Regions from separate parts of the Sus scrofa genome. Here region 2 is linked to region 1. Evidence: chromatin contacts called from public HiChIP or PLAC-seq data. All regions are on one chromosome and are shown on one strand. The core of a region is the stretch at or near the end of the contact, and the rest is flanking DNA. Distances in the headings are between cores, read along the strand shown.

Region 1 (7,212 bases), core at 4,430-6,929:
AGAGAAGACTCTTGAGAGGGTATGGGGCTTGAACTGGTTTTGAGTGGCAAACAGGGCTGATGATGTAAAAATAAAGGGCTCTCTGGGGACCAGGGACAGGCTGAGCCAAGAGGTGAAAGTAGGAATGGAATAGGTGAGCATCGTTTGGGTCTGGGAGGGTAAGGGGCCCACTGAACTTAGAGGAAGGGCTTTTAGTGAGAGGGAAGGCAGGAGAAAAGGCCATATGAAAAGGCTTTTGAAGAGGCCATGTGAGAAGGCCACAGGAGAGATGAAGCTTCTTTTGACAAGAAAGTGGGCCCTTGAGTAATATTCCAGGGCATAGGAGAATACATACTAGAACAGCTGACTACATGTTCTTTGGGCCTGTGATTCCCCTAAACAGTACCTTGTGAATAATGTTCTATGTCAATGTACACACTTCCATGATAAGATTTTTAATAGCTGCAAAGTTGGCGACAGTGTTCTAAAGGTTCTACCCAACCTTCTAGAGTGATGAACTTTGAATTCCATTTTGGAATTTTTTTTCCTTTAACAGAAAAAAAAAAAATTCCTCTGTAACTGAGAATGGCAACTGGATGTCTTGACCCTTACTAGGGGAATATGGTCATTTCTCGTTTTCTTTAGCCAAACTACAGTCACCACGAGAAAGGGCTGATTCATATCTGTGGCGCATTTCCTCATCACAAAACTGGCCACATCTATAAAATTCTAATTTCAAGTGAAAGGACAATATAAATTTAATTTTTCTGAAATCCACAAAAGAGAGGAACAGGGACCGATACCAATAGGTTGCAAGCGTCCTCACATGTCCTGAGTGCAGACATCTTCTGGTAGTTGTGCAGGCCCCAGTGGTCAGAGCATGGCACACTTCTCATGGGCAGAGTCACTAACACGTTGACTGCTCAGGTCTATTTGGGGGCTTCTGGGGCACAGAAGGCCTTGTTTCAAAGAACATGTTATCAGATATGGCACCCTTTTCAGATAGAAGATTCTGAGCTGTTGGCAGCATAAAAAATGACCAACTGAATTAATTCTTGGATTTCTTCCTAAGTGACTTGCTTTATTTTTATTTATTTATTTTGCCTTTTAGGGCCGCACCCACGGCACATGGAGGTTCCCAGGCTAGGGGTCCAATCCAAGCTACAGCTGCTGGTCTACACTACAGCCATGGCAACATCAGATCTGAGCCGAATCTGTGACCTACACCGCAGCTCATGGCAGTGCTGGATCCTTAACCCACTGAGCAAGGCCAGGGATTGAACCCACAACCTCATGGTTCCCAGTCAGATTTGCTTCTGCTGCGCCATGACAGGAACTCCATAAGTGACGTGCTTTCTATACAACAAACTTTCAGAGTGTTTCCTTGATGGCAAGGGAAGAGAGGGTGTTCCCTTTGTTCCATTTCTACTCTTTCCTTGAATTTCCTTCCCCTTCCCTGCTTTATCCAGCGGCTTGGTGTCTATATGATGTTTTTGATAGCTGTGTTTTGTTTCCAAAGACCACTGTGTATTCCATGGTGGGCACTGAGGGGCTCCAACTGGCATTAAAGGATATTTAGAATTAGAGACCACTTAGAAATAATAATATAAATAAAAATAAAAAACACTTACTGGATATTCACTATATACCTTTTGGTGTCTTAAATTTATAATTTCATTTACTTTTTTTTTCTTTTTCTTTTTTTTTCAGCTGAGTCTGCAGCATGCAGAGGTTCCCAGGTAGGGGAGCAAACCTGCACCACAGCTATAACCAGAGCCACAGCAGTAACAACTGCCAGATCCTTGATGTGCTGAGCCACAAGGGAACTCCAATTTCATTTACTTCGTAAAAGAACTCTATTATCTGTGTATCACAGTTATCCTCATTTTATAGATGAGAAAACTCAAAAAAAGTTACCGTTCCTCACACATCGAGGCAGTTGCAGAACCGGAATTCAAAGCTGCTCTATTGACTCCAGAGGTCCTTTCTTACCTACGCAGCCCTATTTTCTGTCTAAGTTTAGAAGTCAGGAAACCAGAAGAAATAACAGCAAAATAACCTAACATAAGACCAAGAGAATTGCTGACAATAAAATACGTCTCATTCTTTCTCCACATTTAATGTCAATTTTTATACCCTGGTTAAGAGTGCCTATTATAAAGCTATTTGCTCAAGGTTATCTTCCTCATGCCCTGCCCCCATCATCAGATGATTTTTATTTATAGCTATATTTGAGCATCACAGGCAACTCTCAGACTCGAGGTATACTGAATTTGCCATCTGAGCAAAGATTCTTTTTTGAGGCATATTTGCTTTATTTGTGCTCTGTTTTTTGCCAAGAAATTAAAAGGACGATTCTTTTTGGTTTGCTTTTAACTTTTTGTTCCAAGTATTCCTCAGCCCTAGAATTGAGACAGTCAGGTCTAATTAGCCAAGACCAGATAAATCAAACTGAATTTTCAGATCCGTTGACTATTTTGAGCTCTACAGAGAAAAAAAATCTAAATTTCTTCTAAAGGAAATGATATTCTGATTTAGTTCTGTATTGTTTATAATCATAAATGCTTTACTTCAGTGCTTGAATGCTAATAAGAGCTTCCTAGATTTCATTCCTTAAGAAATTAAGTCATAGCATCTAATTATTTGGCAGGATGTTCTGAGTATATGTAATTATATCTTCCACTTTTGTGGTGATCATAAGCCAAGGAATCTGCAGCAAGAGAAAATAAATAATACCTACATTAATGCTACCAACAAGGAAGGAGCTCATAGCACTTTGGAAAAACCCTCTCATTATAATCTTAGCACATACTGAGTGGTTAGTACTTTTTTAACCTGCCAAACGAATATCACCTCCACCTTTTAAATTAATTAATTTTTTGACCATGCCCACAGCATGTGTGAGTTGTGGGCCAGGGATCAAACCTGCGCCACAACAGTGGGCTGAGCCACAGCAGTGTCAACACCAGATCCTTAACCCACTGAGCCACCTGGAAACTCCCACTCGCACCTTTTTAGATAAGAGAGCTCAGGCAAAGGGAAATAATAATCACCTTGCTCCATATTTCAGTCTCTTTAGATCAGTTGTGTGAGTGTTGCTGAGACCTTGAACCTGGGAGTATGAAGTTTGAAATCCTGACCACTACCTTGGGCAAGTCCCTTCTCTTTTCTGAGGGCCTGTCTGCTTCTTGCCAAATGAGATGGGACCACCTCTCACACAGGTATAGGGAAAAATGGTAAATAAGACAGCACACTGGGCATGGCTTTATAATCATGGGCATCAAGTGATGATTTTTTTCCTCCTTCATTCCACACGGTCCTAACTCTTACTTCTCTGTGTTCGGGGATGTTAACTGCAAAACATAGTCAGAAATTGGATTAAAAGAACTCTTTCCCAATCTGGTAAATTAAATATGTTACACGTTTTGTGGGGAGTAGATATGAGGTTCTTTCCTCTGGACATACCACAGGCAGGTATGAAGGGAAAGCAGAACTGCAGTTTTCAGCCCAGGCGGATCAAGTCAGTCTGCTTTGCCAGGCAGCTTGTCTTGTTCTTCATTTGTTTGTTTTGTTTGCTTTTTTAGGGTCGCACCTGTGGCACATGGAAGTTCCCAGGCTCAGGGCTGACTGGGAGCTGCAGCTGCCAGCCTACACCAAAGCCACCGCAATGCCAGATCTGAGCCACATCTGCAACCTTGACCACAGCTCACAGCAACGCTGGATCCTTAACCCACTGAGCAGAGCCAGGGATTGAACCTGCATCCTCATGGATACTAGTCGGGTTCAATACCACTGAGCTGCAATGGGAACTCCAAAGCAGCTTATCTTGAATGAAGGAGAACTTTCAGTCCTGCCAGTAGCTGATCTCTGCATCCAGGGCCACCTTCAGCCTTTTGGTCAAGATGATGCCCTCAGGGCTGGAGGGTGTGTGCTCTTCTCCAGCACATTGCCAAGTGCTTGGGTTGACTGGTATTGAGGGTAGAGTCTAAAAGAGAGGGACCAGGTTCAGTTCTTGCCTTGTACTTCATGGTTTAATGTCCTTTGGAAAACTTCCATCTCTGAGATTCTGTGGACACTGTCATGGCTAAAAACCACAAGCAACATGTCTATGTGTTAAATATATCACTGTTTAGTCTGTTGCTGAAGGACTTCTGGTTTGTTTCCAATTTTTGGTATAACAAACATCACTGCTAGAAACATCCTTATACTTATCTCCTGAAGTCCATGTGCAAAACTTTCTCTAGGGAAAACAACAAGGAGAAGAAGAGCTGGGCATGGGTTGTGCCCATCTACACCTTAACTAGATAATGCCAGATTTTCCAAAGTGGTTGTCCCAAAGTACAGCAGTGTATAAGAGACCCCATTGCTCCACATCCTCACCAACATTGGATGTTGACAGTTTTTGCCAAATGGGTGAGAGTCAAACCTGGAATCTGTGGTTTTCATTTCCCTGCTTACTACCCTTGTGTTACTGGCCATTCATCTTCCTGCTTTTGTGAAGGGCTCTTCTGCCTGTCTATCCCCAGATCATCCCAGGAAGTACACAAGCTCCGTCAGGGTAGGGTACCTCTGTTTGTATGACCCTTCTGTCCTTCGGGCATGAATCTTGAACATAACTGGCGGTGTACGGAGCCAAATATTTCTGCGAATGCAAGGACAACGGAATGCGGATACATTTCACGAATCTCGAAGAGATTTATAGCCAGAGGTCCGATCCTAGGGTATCTGAGCTTTCTTTAAAGCGCACATCACAGCCGCTTCTAACACTACCGGGTCTCAATCAGGACCGGTGCGTCCATCTCCTTGCGGTCTTCCCTCTAGAAAGAAGGCCTGAGTGGGCAGACGGTTGGTGGGGGTGGGGTCGGGGGCGTTTTCTTCTTCCCTTGGAGGCTCGGAGTCGGAGGAAAGCGCCCACCTAGGGGGGAAGGCCACAATGGCAAGACTGCAGCGGCGCCTGTGGAAGCCAGGAGCGCTAGGAGGCCCCAGCCATGGCGCTAGAAGAGACATCGAGGCCCGGGGACAGGTGTGTTGGGGAGTCAGGTGCACTGCGCAGTACTGCAGGTACACCCTCTTCCGCCTACGACTGACCTAATTACAAGGTGCTGGCCGCACCCGGAGGCAGGGGTGGCTACTCCAACCTGGCTACCACTCGGCGCCTGTTCCTGCTCCCAAGATGCAGCAATTCCAGTGCTGTTGTAGAATGGAGGAGCCACGGGGCCCAATTCTCGTTTCCGTGCTTTGGCAGTCGCCAGGTGAGGAGCCGAGGCGTATCACCTCAGGGAAAAAGTCTCCGGCAACAAGGAGCCACCCTCGCACCCCGGCTGCGCCTGCGCCTGGTCCGCAACTACACCCTGCAGGATTTAGTGCTCTAAGATTAGCCCACTTCCCAGCTATAAGCAAGGCCCCTGCTTGGACTCGGTCTTCCCTTCCCCCTCGGCCCCTCCCTTCTACAGGACCGCGCCCTAAAAGCGAAGGTGCCTGTTTCCAGCCGGCTACTTTACGCGCCTGCGCCCTGGCCCCTAGTTCCCGCCCCCGCTCGGGTCTGGCCGCAGATGAGAGCCGGCCCGGCAGTTGCGCAGCTCGTATCCCGGCGCTTCTACCCCTCCTCACCCCGCCACCTCCTGACGCCGGGCGTGACGTCACCACGCCGGCGGCCGCCATTACAGAGCCGAGCTCCAAGGCTAGAGCGAGCGGAGGAGGTCAGTGGCCGGTAGCCGAACACCGAGGGGCGAGTCAACCGGGCAGCGCTACTGCCGAGCAGCCTTCAGCAGCCACACAAGTACCCCGGGGGCCGACGGCAGCGTGTGCGTGTGGCCCGTGTGCGGGCGGCGGCGCGGGAGTAGCGCGGAGCGGCAGCCGGTTCGGGCGGGTGGCATCATGGACGAGAAGGTGTTCACTAAGGAGCTGGACCAGTGGATCGAGCAGCTGAATGAGTGCAAGCAGCTGTCCGAGTCCCAGGTCAAGAGCCTCTGCGAGAAGGTGAGCTGCACTCCGGCTTCGGGAGCCGGGGCGGGCCGAGCCCGCCGAGAAGGAAGCGGCCGCGGGGAGGGTGCAACATGGCGGAGGCCAGCGGCCCCGGCCCCCGAGCCTCCCAGACCGGCCCCCGGCGCGGCCCGGCGGCGGCTCCCGGACGACCCGGCGCCCCCTGCCTCCCGCGCAGGGATTGGTTGTCGCTGCCACCGCCGCCTAAAATGGCGCCGTTCACCCGACTCCGGGGCTTCAGAGCTTCCCGGCCTTGGCTGGAAGCGAAGTGGCTGGGGGAGGGTGCGGGGGAGCGGAGACCCTGCGAGTAAGGGTCAGGGACGGTTTTGATATCTGGGCACGAGGTCTTAGGTTCTACGGCCTGGGAATGGGGCCTGGGACTCTTCTGTGAGTTTGGTGGGAGGTTTCTTACTTGTACTCAGGCCGAATGCTTAGGTCCAGAGCTGTCCAGAGGGTCCCCCAGAGGCAAGCTTGTAGGCCGGATCCCGGGACCTATCTAATAAAGGTCACGCAGATTTAGCATCGTCTTGAGTGGTTTATGGTAAACCTCTCGAGCTGTGTTTTCCAGAGACTTATTAGTACATTTTTTCGAGAATTTTTAAATGAGCTTTTAATCTAAGTTTCAATGAAGGTCATGGTGGTAGTTATAGGGAGGAGTATAACTTATTTTTCATAGTTGGAAGAATTAGACATTTTGGTGAGTCATTCTACATAGGAGCTTTGGGATTGGAAATCAAGTGTCAGTTTAATCTCTGATTTATATGCTGACTCAAATTGGATAGTATGAAACCCTTCTTTAAGCTTAAGGTTCTTGGCATTTTGCCATTTGTTTTTTAAATGAGCAGCATAAACTGTTAAGACCAGCAGATTTTGTATCCTTGCTCTCTGCTGGAAAAGTTGTTAGTATATTTGTGACTTTAAGTAGTAAGTATGATATTAACAGCTGTTGATCGAGCTTTTGCTGTATTCCAGTCATTGTGTTTAGTGTTTAAATCCCACAAACGTTTAAAATGGAATGTTGTAGTCTGTTTTAGAAGTCCATTTTAAATGACCTAATTCTGATTTGTTTTTCCCAAGGAGTTGGGGAAACAGGTAGCCTGTTTAAGTCTTATAATTCAGTTTTCTAAAGTAGAGAAAATGCTGATCTCCACCATGAATGTTTCAACTTCTCTTTTTAAAAATAACTCTGCAGCATCTTTAGTTCCACAGAATGGTGGAGTATCATCAACATTTTGTATTAGTGAAGAGAGT
Region 2 (7,345 bases), core at 1,906-4,405, 520 kb before region 1:
ACCCTCAGACCTATGAGCATAGTATAAGAGAACAAATGACCCCTTTTTCAATTTATTTATTTATTTATTTATTTATTTATTTATTTATTTATTTTTGTCTTTTTTTGCTATTTCTTGGGCCGCTTCCCGGCATATGGAGATTCCCAGGCTAGGGGTCTAATCGGAGCCGTAGCCACCAGTCTACACCAGAGCCACAGCAACACGGGATCCGAGCCGCCTCTGCAACCTACACCACAGCTTACGGCAATGCCAGATCCTTAACCCACTGAGCAAGGGCAGGGACCAAACCCGAAACCTCATGGTTCCTAGTCGGATTGGTTAACCACTGCACCACGTCGGGAACGCCCCCTTTTTCAATTTTGTTATTCAAAAATCACTCTGCTGGAAAGAGAGTGGTACAGAGGTAGAAAGTACTGCCAGTAAAGGAAGAAAATATTTTTTCCTACAATCTGTTTCATGCCTTTTAAGTTCCTATCACTAACTTACCAAAACCTTCCCTTTGGACCTTACTTCCCTTAACTTCACTTTCTCTTAATATATCAGAACATTCACCATCTATTCTCACTCAGGACATAGAGTCTCGGCTTACATTATGTGAGGCTTTCAGAAGCAAAATTCCACCATATACCCTCTACTCAGACACCAACACTGAAGAAAAACACACCATTTAAAAAACAGACCTTCAATTACAAAAAAAAAAAAAAAAAATCACCCATCTTCAACTCCTTTAATCTTCTCCAGGAACTTAGGCATTTGGTTTGTATTATGTTAATTTACTTCTGACATAGCTCACATTTATTGAAGGCCAACTCCATGCAAAACATTATTCTAAGCATTAGGACACAAAATAGACAGGTACAAAGCTGTTTATCCCAGGGAAGACAGTAAAATACTGACTTAAAGAACATTTCTAAAGGGCAAGTGTTCTATATGTTCTGCAGTTTCTTTCCCTGCTACCACCAAGAAATCAGTATTCTGCTTATTCAATAACTGCTGAACAATCTGGATAAAGAAATTTATTATGACTGTTACTCATTTAAATAATTAATTAAAGAAAAAGAGCTAAAACCAAAACTTTTCTACTTTGAGATTTCAACTTTTTAAAATGGGCACCATTAGATCCTTGCGTACATAACCATTATATACGCACACGGGCGGTGGGTGCGAATTTGTTGGTATGCAGTATGTGCATATACAGTCAATCCTACAACTTAATCATGCTTCCCTTGTCCCACCCTCAGGGCTGGCCAGCTAAGTGTTCTTTCTTGGAAAACTTTTCCTCTACTATACTACTGAGTTCACTGAAAGCATGCAGGCCACATTTCTTTCTTTTTTTGTAAAATGTAAACCATTTTTAAAAAAAACTGAAGTATTGTTAATTCAGTGTTGTGTTACCTTCAGGTGTACAGCAAAGTGTTAGCTCCATGTGTACAGAAAAATGTGTGTATATATATATATACATACACACACACACACATTTATATATTCTTTTTCAGATGCTTTTCCGTTATAGGTTATCACAAGACAAAATACAGTTTCCTGTGTTATATAGGCCACATTTCTTAACAGAGTCAGAAAGAATGCTGTATTTCTAGAAAGTGTGGACTGAATGAAATCCAAGAGTATAGAACAGATTATGTAGATGCTAATTATCTTTTAAAATAGTTCACAGGATGGAAGAGAGCAACAGTAAATTATCTTTTAAAAGAGTTCACTGAATATAAGGGAGTCAACTAAGAGTTTCTGTATATTTTAACTATGATTAAATTAGAATTCTTAAAGCATATGCTAAAATTTGCCATCCCTGAAGCTGTTTAACTGTGTTTACTTCCTTTTAGTCAGCTCTTCTCTATGAAATAATTCCTTTCCCATCTCGTGAATGTGGAGGCATTACTGCCAACATAGAGAACGCTTTAACTATTTTTAGTAACTTCACAAAGCATTCATTTTTAGGCATCGAGAGATTCTTCCTTTCCTGAAGCCCAAGATCTGCTCTCTTCCAAAGAGCAAACAACACATAATTGTCAGACGTTTATCTCAGGTCATTCTGGCTTGTAACGACTAAAGAGAATCACAACACGATTTTATAATTCTAAGTGAAAGTCCATTTGTGATCGACCTCAATCAGAAAGTCTGTTCAGCAAAAGCTAAAACAAAAGCCAGTCGTTACGCCTCCTGGCCCACCCCGGAAAGTTTTGATACTAGGTCAGAACATAAATAACGGCTTTCTTTGTCTTCTTTCAACTCCTTAATTGTGCCCCACGGCGCCGTTTCCCCGGCGCTGGAATCCTTACTTGACTTGAGGCGTCTAGAAATGTATTACCTGTCGTTAGCCGACAGCGTTTGCTGATGTATTAACAATGACAACTTTGCAGGAGATACACACCCACCCTACAGAAGGAGCTGTGCGCCCTCCGATAATCAAAACTGATAGCCTACTGTCCATGCACTCGGAGTTGTGCAAGCTGTACAAGTCCACCGCTCCATCTAGACTCCATCTCGAAGCCCACAGGCATTAATTTAAAGTGGTGGAGGGTGACTGCCGATTTCTCTCTCTCAAAGAGAAGAAAAGAAGCCGTGACCCCTCCCCCAGCCACAGGAGGCATTTCCCCCCAATAATGGCTCCAAGCCCGGGGAAGAGCAGGCACGGCCGGGGCCCCTCCTCTCGCTCCCGGCTAGGCCAGAGCCCCTCCTCGGGCGCAGGTCGGCGATCTCTCTCTCTCCAGCCCGCAAGGCCCCCCGTTTCCGTCCCTTCCGTGCGGTCTCCACGAGCTCCCGCGGCCCGTACTCTGCTTCCGGCCAGTCTGACAAAACCCCGCGAGCCCACCTACCTCAGCCGCTAGTAGCCCGGCCCCTCAGCGCGTCCAGGGGCTGCCCATCGGCTGGGATCCTCACGCTGGCACCGCTCCCCTCCCAGCCCGGCGCCTCTGCACTGCACGGAGAGCCCAAGAGAGAAGGACAGGCAGCGAGGGCGGCAGCGGCGGCGACGCCGACCCTGATCCCCGGCTCAGACCTCAACCACTGCTCACGGTCCTTCTCGGGACCGAGGAGGAAGAGGCCGCTACAGCCCCGTACGGCGAGGAGCGGCGTGCGCGAGCTCGCGAGGACCGCGCACGCACACGCACACGCGCATCGCGAGACCCAATCTCCCGCCCGACGGCCAGCGCGCAAGCTTGGGAGAGTGGGACAGGGAGCCTGGCTGCGCTTGCGCTGCGTGGGGACGGGCGGGAGGCGGGGCTTAGGCCCGAGCTGCTCGGGTTCTGGGGCAGGTTGGGGGCCACAGAGGGTATGATTTACTGATGTGAATTTTGACTCCAGTTTTGTGACGCTGTAACTACTGCTGACCCCGTTTTTCAGATTACAGGACTAATAAATGATGGAGTCAGGATTTGAACCCAGCATTTCTGCTGTAGAAACTGCTTTTAATTGCTGTTGGCAAAAAGATTTAATAATGCCTTACTGTGCTGAGTGCTGCCCAAAGTATATTAAAAGGACTCAGCTGCTGCACTTTACTTACTTATGGGGGGTGTGTGTGAAACCTCCACTTGTAAATAAAATGGGCGATATTCAAATATGAGGTGTTTGGACCCTCAGTCCTAGGATCATGTGATAATGAAAAACCTCATTTTGTGAGGCTAATTTTTTCAATTCAAACAATTTTTATGACCATGACCACCTCTGAATTACCATAGTCCTCCCACCATTGCAGAAAGGGATGGGACAAGCAGTATGCCTACAAAATCCCCCTATATGTAGCTACTGAGAGGTTTCTGGCATATCGGTCACCCCAAAAAAGCCACTCATTAGAAGGGATTAGTTTCCCCAGTTCTTCCTGCGGTGAATTCGAAGATGTCAGAAAGGTGAGGATCCAGAATTAGGAAGACTGCTGAGAGGAAGATACTTCTTTGACAGCATGAAGAGGATCAAGACTGTATGAGGAAGTCATTCTTAGCACTGAATTCTACCACAGGACAGCACTTGGCCCAGTGCTGCTGCCAGTAGGAAATAAATCAGCAACTTTTCTGGGTGAATACACAAGCCAGGACGCAGACCAAACACAGTACATAGAAAGGAAAGCTCATTCTGGCAGGGTTTCATAGCATGATTCTAATTACTCCTATATGATACTAGAACACAGGACTGATTGTACTAGTATTATCCATATATAAAAGAATACCAGGGAGTTCCCATTGTGGCTGAGAGGGTTAAGAACCTGACATCGTGTCTGTGAGGATGAGGGTTCAACCCATGGCCTTGCTGCAGTGAATGTCACAGATGTGGTTCAGAACCGGTGTGGCTGTGGTGTAGGCTGGCAGCTGAAGCTCAGATTCAACCACTAGCCCAAGGAACTTTCATATGCCGCAGGTGTGGCCATAAAAAGAAAAAAAATATATATATAGGAGTTCCTGTTATGGCTCAGTGGTTAACGAACCCAACTAGTATCCATGAGGACTTGGGTTCAATCCCTGGCCTCACTCAGTGGGTTAAGGATCTGGCATTGCCGTGAGCTGTGCTGTAGGTTGCAGACATGCTCAGATCCTGCATTACTGTGGCTGTGGTGTAGGCCAGCAGTTACAGCTCCAATTGGTCCCTAGCCTGGGAACCTCCATATGCCTTGGATGTAGCCCAAAAAAAACAAAAAAGAAAAAAAAGTATAATTTTTTAAAGGAAAATACCAATATAGAAAACAGCTAAAATGTACACAGATTTGAGGTCATAGTAAGTAGCCTTCCAAAAACTTTTTAAAAACAAATTTTCTCTAAACAAGTTTAATTTTTCCTCTTTTTTTTTTTTTCCCCCTGCCACCCTGTGGCATACGCTAGATCTTCTAACCTACTGTGCCAGGCCAGGGATCCAGCCCGCATTCTGGTGCTGCAGGGATGCCATGGATCCCATGGCACCAGAGCAGTAATCCCATCATTGCAGTGAAATGAGAGAATGCACTGCTGTGCTGCCATACCACATCATGACTAGTCCAAATCCACAACCTTAAACTTTAATCTGACACGGCATTTGTACATAAGATCATTTAAGAAGAAAACTTTCATACTAATAAGCTCAAATGATTTGCAGGCCCAAAGGGGAAGCATCCAGAGTAATAACAGAGGAAGTAAGATATTTCTCGGTTTGAATCCCTTTCTGCCACTTGCCGCCTAAAGGTATCTTGGGCAAGTCACTGCTTTTTCCAAAAGTTTCCCTATAGGTGACATGAAGATAATATATTTCCTGTAGGGCTGTGAAATTAAATGTGCTAACAGGTGAAACATATTGGCTTTAAATGCCTGATCTACCACTTACTAGCTGTGTGATGATGGACAAGCAACTGGTCAACTCAATTCAACATATTTACTGAATTCAAAGTACCAGGGATGCAAGACAGACATGGTCCCTGAAGTTTACATTCCGGTGAAGTAGAAAAAACTCAATCAGAATGTACTCTTACATGCAACGATCTGTTTTTTCTGATAATGATCTCAGGTTGTCTTAATATCACACACAAGTACAATGTACAACTAATGCTGAATACAGACGCTTTTTCAAGAGCATAGCCATTAGTCATCACTTTATTTGTAACAAGAGCACTTTTTTTTTTTGGTATGGCTGTACCTGCAGCATATGAAGTTCCCAGGCTAGGAAGTGAATCTGAGCTGCAGCTGCAGCAACATTGGATCCTTTAACCCACTGCCCTGTGACCAAACTAGTACCACCCAAGCAAATGCAGCTGCATTCTTAACCCACTGTGCCACAGTGGGAACTCCAAGAGTATACTATTTTTTTCTTTTTTTCTTTCAGGACCGAACTCATGGCATATGGAGGTTCCCAGGCTTAGGGTCAAATTGGAGTTACAGCTGCTGGCCACAGTCACAGCCACGCCAGAGCCCAGCAGTGTCTGCGACATATACCACAGCTCATGGCAACACAGGATACTTAACCCACTGAGCGAGGCCAGGGACTGAACCCGAATCTTCATGGATCCTAGTCAGGTTTGTTAATTGCTGAGCCACGAAAGGAACTTACAAGAGTACAGACTCATCTCCCAACATTTCTTCTTCAAAAGTGTACACTTTCGAAATAAAATTTGGACTCAGTTCAGCATATCTCATTCCTTCTCCAAGGGCCTCAGACTGGCTCAGGATAGGCCAGATCAGATTGTTAAACCACCACAAGTTAGTAAAACTTTTGCATGATTAATTGTGATTGTATCCAGGCAAAAGGAAGGCCATAAAAGGAATATTCAACTACGGTGGGAACCTTCCTCTAAAGACATTTCAATTGAGGTAGCACATGTTCTGTTTTTTTTGTTTGTCTGTTTGTTTTTTTAGGGCCGCACCCAAGGCATATGGAGAGGTTCCCAGGCTAGGGGTCAAATCAGAGCTATAGCTGCCAGCCTGCACCACAGCCACAGCAATGCCAGATCGAAGCTGAGTCAGCGACCTAGATCTACACTACAGCTCACGCCAACGCCAGATCCTTAACCCACTGAGCGAGGCCAGAGATCGAACCTGCGTTCACATAAATGCTAGTCAGATTTGTTTCTGCTGAGCCACAACAGGAACTCCAACATGTGTTCTTAAATACTATTCATTTAAACTGAAAGATATCCATAGGGAAAATGAATCTCACTTTCCAGATTTCAGTTTATCAGTAGCCAATGACTGTCCTTGCTAGGTATACAGCTTACAGCAAAACTGAAAGAAAGCGTAAGAAAATGCACTCCCATTCACCCACTGTAACGGTAAGAGTACTAGTATTTATCGAATGCTTACCATCTATCAGGCACTGTTTTATACGCTTTAATATTTTATATATATTATTTCATTGAATCCTTACAGTCTTGATAGGTATTATCATAACCCTATTTTATATATGAGAAGTGAGACATTTTATTTTATTTTTTTGTCTTTTTGCCATTTCTGGGCCGCTCCCGCGGCATATGGAGGTTCCCAGGCTAGGGGTCGAATCGGAGCTGGAACTGCCAGCCTACGCCAGAGCCACAGCAACGCGGGATCCCAGCTGTGTCTGCAACCTACATCACAGCTCACGGCAACGCCGAATCCTTAACCCAATGAGCAAGGCCAGGGATCGAACCCACAACCTGATGGTTCCTAGTCGGATTCGTTAACCACTGCGCCACGACGGGAACTCCCAGAAGTGAGACATTTTAAAGCATTTAAACAACTTGCCTAAAGTTGTCCAAGTGCCCCCTAGTATGTGAATTTAATCATAATTTTGTATGTGAACTGTTATACTGAATGTAACAATATCATACAAAATATATTTTATTAACATTATAAAATCTACTGAAAAAAACCGTAAAAGAGGAGTCGAGTCCTCTGGTGGCCTA

Evidence for each region. HiChIP or PLAC-seq counts read pairs in DNA pulled down with a chosen protein or histone mark.
Region 2: a contact with region 1 is called in an H3K27ac HiChIP or PLAC-seq map of alveolar macrophages. The contact joins the promoter of C2H5orf24 here to the promoter of PPP2CA in region 1. A contact is called at or near these places in 1 of 5 promoter capture datasets (liver) and 2 of 2 datasets of contacts at active chromatin or transcription factors (alveolar macrophages and skeletal muscle).

What each region holds. Positions count from the first base shown.
Region 1 is chr2:136,521,097-136,528,308 of Sscrofa11.1, reverse strand. It overlaps PPP2CA (protein phosphatase 2 catalytic subunit alpha), which reads left to right and starts at 5,679. Exons shown (of 7, transcript NM_214366.1): 1 at 5,679-5,958. The coding sequence starts at 5,857.
Region 2 is chr2:137,033,781-137,041,125 of Sscrofa11.1, reverse strand. It overlaps C2H5orf24 (UPF0461 protein C5orf24 homolog), which reads right to left and starts at 3,155. Exons shown (of 2, transcript XM_005655017.3): 1 at 2,832-3,155.